Regions from separate parts of the Rattus norvegicus genome. Here region 1 is linked to region 2. The links are chromatin contacts, called in public Hi-C maps. All regions are on one chromosome and are shown on one strand. The core of a region is the stretch at or near the end of the contact, and the rest is flanking DNA. Distances in the headings are between cores, read along the strand shown. Region 1 has its middle 410 kb from the start of Irs1. Region 2 has its middle 450 kb from the start of Nyap2.

Region 1 (2,700 bases), core at 10-2,509, 340 kb after region 2:
ATGGCCTTCAGTGTCTGAAAAGGGAGACAGGAGTGTCATGAGCACACAGAGAAGAGTCCCTTAGCCTTTACTTGGTGACATTAAATACATTTTCTAAAGTGATGGCTTCTAACATGAGACCCAAGTAATGAAGAGAAACCTTATCCATGGTGACAGTAAGGGACCTTTCCTTAAAAAAAAATCATGTAAACCCAAGACTGAATAATTTCTAGCAAAATTTCATTTATTAATATAAATATAATTTGGAGAGGGACTAACTGCAGTAAGAAGGGAAGGAGTGGAGGCTGATGAGACAGGGAAGATCTACCAAAGTCGAACTATTTCAGTTGAATTTCACATTAGAGGGATTCCACATAGGCACCTATGAGACTCCTCATGTCCTAGTCAATATCATCCCACCATGTTATATCAGCTGGCCCCGTCACCTTACCTGAGTCAGTGATCTGTCATCATCTGAATTCTGAGAAAGCCTCACTTTACACCAAGAACTTCTTCTAGATAGGACTTTCTAGAAACTTGAAATGGACCTTTCACATTTCTGTCTCTCCTCTGTGTCGAAAACCTAAAAATCATCCTAAACCAGCTCACAGTGGCCAACTGAGCTACAGACAGACAAGAGAAGCCTGCCCAGGAGAACGTGCTTTCCAGTCCAGCCGGAAGCATCTACCTAAAGTCTCTTGAGCTTTACAATGAACATGTGCTGTGTCAAGTCACAGAGTGTAGGATTGGTGGCTCTATTATGGTGGGCTGATATTGAGTAGGACCTGGAGGACCCTGTAGATTCCTGTGTGCAATCTCTCTAATGTGAACTCTCAGAATGTTTTACATTATTTTATTTTTACATTATTATATATATTATATATAATATAGCCAGATATATCATCAGGATATATATGTAAATCCATATATATGCATTGCATAAATATAAAAACATGTAGATAAATATATAAATACAGATCCCTGGGTCTATTTAGGGTTTCTTGTGTGTGTACTACTCCTGGGCTGACCACTCAAAGCAGGCTTAGTGAGTTTCTATAACAAGTCAGCATTGGAATTTGAAACTCGGCAGCATGATTCCTTAACTCATTCCTTTAAATAGTGTATGTCAAATTGTCTTATCACAAAATGTTCTAAATCCTGCCCTTAAGAATATATTAAAAAGATACCACCAAAGACTATTGTAGGCTATAAAAATAAGTATATGAACACCAAGACCCATGAACACTTTCTTCCCATGAATAATGCAGTGACAATCTCAAGAATGTATAGAGTGGTGCCAGGGGAAGTCTGCCTTCCTAACAAGTTTATCTTTGATCACTAATTCATTTACATAGATCCTGTCTGTGTGTCAATCCTCATGACTCGTGGCGCTGCATATTTTAGAACTTGACATATGCATTCTTTTCACAAGACTCTTTTCACAGCAGCCTTCATTTGTTGTCTACAAGAATGAAGAAAGCACGCTATGAGTGTTGAAAGCCCAGTTTCTATCTAAACTAGAGGGCAGAGAGAGTCAGGCCACATAGTCACTCCAGAAGCCTGGTTCTTCCGCAGCCTGCTGTGTAGACTTTCACTGCACCTTTGGGGGGAAAAAGGTGTTCATTCACTCAGAAGAATATCTATTGAGCTAAAACTTTGAGATGTGTGTTAAGTTAAGTTGGGGATAGAGTGAAGAATAAGTCATTATTTACAGACCAGTTGGCGAGTAGTCTGATGAAATAACCCAGGGATTGGAATGAATATAAACGAACCTGTTACTAATGTTCCAGGCCCTATAACCCTGTTACAGTCATTAGAATGGACTGGGAAGTTCCTTTCATAATGAGATCATTTCGACTCACTCTGTCAGGCTGAGAAGCAGGTACTTGCTAGGAGGGATATTTCAGTAATATTATAAGGTGAGAGGGGAATATAAGTCATAAATAAATAAGATGTATTCAGATGTTCTAGAAAGGAAAAGGAAATCAGTAAGCATTCCTGTGTCCTCAGCTGGTTATGTAGTCTAGCACAGAAGCCGTCAGGTCATTTGTGTGGTGATGAATCAGGACCCCCTATGATCCAGTTCATCAGTGCCCCATCTATAGTGTAGACATCAGGCTACATTTAGGTTCTGAAGAACTTCTAAGGAGCGAGATCTCAGGTGATAGCATAGGAGACGCTGATTTTCCTAAATCAGCCTTTAACACATGTAGGCTTATTTCTCTTAAAATATGGCTAATTTTAAATAGTAATTGAAACTTTTACTAAACTCAAGTTTGGACTATTTTGAATTCTTCAATAAAAACAAATCTAAATAATTCAAATGGAAACTCTTCCTAGGCAATTCTTCAACACAGAGGAGCTTTGGGCTTTGGCTCTTTGCTGCATATCGACTAGTTCCTAAAAATCCGCACTCCAGCCTTGCCCGTGTTTTCCAGTCCATGTCAGTAAAGACATAATAATAATAATACAAAGCCAAAGAAGTAGTACCAGGAAACATTTCCATCAATTCCCACTTCCCACAAATTTTAAGTGCTCTCCGGACAATATTCCATGTGATCCATTTTTTTTTTACCATTTTTTTCTTTTTCTTTTATTGGATTTTTAAATTTACATTTCAAATATTATCCCTTTTCCCAGTTTCTTCTCCATAAATTCACTATCTCCCAGTGCTTCTATGAGGTAACCCACCCACCCACTCCCTCCCACCTCTCCACCCTG
Region 2 (2,700 bases), core at 120-2,619:
TCAATATATTCAGCTTTTGTTTATTCCTAGTATGTCAATTCCTATAGACAAATGCATTTTACCAAAAAAAAAAAAAGAGTTAATGCTTAAAGGAGACCTTATATTATTTTAAGACATTTATTTACTTTGCTTTTTATAGAGAATCATACTATGTTAACCAGTGCTCAAAAATACTTGTTTCTACTTTATTTTGAAATGCACTTCCAAAATTAAGATTATATGTTTAGATAGTAAGGTTTCTGAAAACAATTGAAAATCTGGAGTTCATCATGCCAAATATTGCTTATATGTCACAGAGAGTATGTATTTCTCAAATATTCGTTACTTTATCTTATGATTATTTAATGGCAGTTTTCTAAGATTTTATATTATGTATTGAAAGTGAAGCACAGTAAGTACACCAAACACACTGAGAGAAAGCAGGAAGTCAAAAGGAAGTTTATTTCTGTGCCATCTATACCACCAAACACTTTTCTCCAGTTCATTTTAGGTCATAACATGGGAATTTCATGAACACAGCCAAAAACAACAATGATACAATAAAACTACAATGCAGTTAATATTAGAGCAGCCCATGGTCAGCACTGCTTCATAGCCAAAAGCGATGGTGAACAGGCTCACTTCCCCCTCTCTTCTCTTTGTACCTCTCTTATCCCTAGATAAAAAACTAAAGCAGTTGGGGAACATACTTGGAGCGAATAACTAGATTAAAAACCCGATCCGTAACTGCTTTGGTTTTCTTTGTGTCTGCTTTAAAGCTAAAGCTAAAAATGAAGATGAAATACGGCTTTTCAGTTTATTACCTTTTGAATATCACATTCGTACACAAACACACACACACACACACACACACACACACACACACACACACACACACACACTCTGTTACACACTTCTGTCTGACTCGAATGAAGCTGCCCGTTCAACCAAGGGGAATGCATGCAGCACGAGTAAACCCTTAGAGCTTGAGGTGACACTTATTAAATGTATGTCAAATATTTGCAGAGATTCAGCCAATTCAGCACAAGTGGCAAACCCTTCATGAGACTGGCCACCGTGTTATGCTGGCAGGAAAATAGAATCTGAGCTGAGAAACGGGAGGGGAAAAAATGCAAGTTCTCTTAGGTCAAGGGCAACAGCTGAACAGCTCTGGGCCTACCTGCTTCAAAGGGTTCAGTGTCTTGTGTTTATAGATAAAATGTTGGTTTCTATGGGGGAAGGGTAGTCACGAGAACAAATGTCCCTGACACCCAAACAAAATAATCCCAAATAAAATGGGTGATGTAGTCAATAGTAAAAAGGGAGATAGCTATTCATGGGGAAAATGCATGACCTCACCCTGTTAGAATACACAGCCATTCATCAGCCTGGCCCAGCTTTTCTCGCTTACTTGCTTTGAATTGCATGACTCAGGGCCTTTCCCCATCCACACAGGGTTAGCTCATTTGACTGCAGACATTAAAGGTTTCTCAAGACTGGATGAATGTAAAGAAAGTTCTCAGTGTGCAGAACTCTTCCTTGTGGAAACTTTGGAGGCTTTCTTTGAGAGTGATGCACGGCCCTTTAACTCCTTGTTACCCTTTCATCTTCTTGATTCATTTCTGTCTTTGGTCTCAGTAAAGCATCATGTTAGCATAGCCGGGAGAGAAGCCTCTGTGACCAACAGAAATGTATTATAGGAATAAACTGGAGAAATATGTTCAGAAGCAGACGAATGAGCTAAAAATAGCCTTGTAAGCAAGCTAGGTTATAATTTTCAATTGTGGTTCCTGCTTAAATCTTTGAGGGCTATCGGCCCATCTCCTGGTTTTCAAAAGGCCCCTTAATTTAACTATAAACAACTGCCCCTAAAACTGCAACCAAATTGTTTGTGCTGTGTTATGTATCTAAGGAAACAAATGTAGACATCTAGAATTACATTATTAGTTTCTTTGGAGACATGTGCACTTCAAAGATTTCTCAGAATCTAGCAATGCCATGTCACCCGGGAGCCAAGGCCTCCTGTGGTGAAAGTTTCAGTTCCCTGGCTTCTGCTCCTACCCTCAGCCTCAGCCGCTGTGCTCTAGTTCTGTCCAGATATTTGGTTACTGCAGTGTAGGGGAGCAGGCCAGATATCTACTCCATTGGTTCCATTAGATGGTCGATAAAATTCCAGAGAGCAAACAAATTGAGTTTGGTCAATCTAATGCTTTCTGTTATGTCACCTTCGTCATTGCTAGTATGAACCGTGTCCTGGTGTCAGATGGAGGATAGCTCCCAGGCCCTCTCTCCTGGGAATCGACAGGGCTGGTCTAGAGATTTTTGTGATATTAGGTATCCCAGCAGCTCAAAGCTGTGCTTTAAGAAAGGCAATTCGCATCTTCATGTTGCCAAAGCATGGTGAGTACAAACCGAATCAGCCCACCATGCTTTTATTGTAGCCAACTCAACAGTTTCCAAAGGAATCATGACATCGTGGCTCAAGGTCTGGTGCATCAGCCCTGTCCAGCAAGTACAGCACTAGCTCTCCAAAACTTTAGGAACCTCTCCAAACAGCCTGCTAGCAAGAAGTGTTTGAGAAGAGTGGCCCTGGGTGACTTCTTAGGTACATGTTAACAACTTCTCCTTTGTCTTTTCTGATGACTGCAGTGGAGAAAGAATCTTGTCACAAGCACCTTGAATACTAACCATCGGACCCAAGCAAAGGGTAGATCTGTCATG

The links. A called contact is a pair of places that touch in the nucleus more often than the background predicts.
Region 1: a Hi-C map of the A7r5 cell line shows a contact between it and region 2, with 2.3 times the contacts expected there. The contact joins two enhancer-like sites. A contact is called at or near these places in 2 of 12 Hi-C or Micro-C datasets (the A7r5 cell line and the Rat2 cell line).

What each region holds. Positions count from the first base shown.
Region 1 is chr9:90,645,477-90,648,176 of GRCr8, forward strand. No RefSeq gene overlaps it. Among named protein-coding and RNA genes, the nearest start is that of Irs1, 410 kb to the right of the region's middle. Within about 2 kb of position 1,260, at least 4 of the 93 cell types and tissues checked have an H3K27ac peak or open chromatin away from gene starts, as enhancers often do. A contact at or near this core is called in the A7r5 cell line, where this site is marked.
Region 2 is chr9:90,303,857-90,306,556 of GRCr8, forward strand. No RefSeq gene overlaps it. Among named protein-coding and RNA genes, the nearest start is that of Nyap2, 450 kb to the left of the region's middle. Within about 2 kb of position 1,370, at least 12 of the 93 cell types and tissues checked have an H3K27ac peak or open chromatin away from gene starts, as enhancers often do. A contact at or near this core is called in the A7r5 cell line, where this site is marked.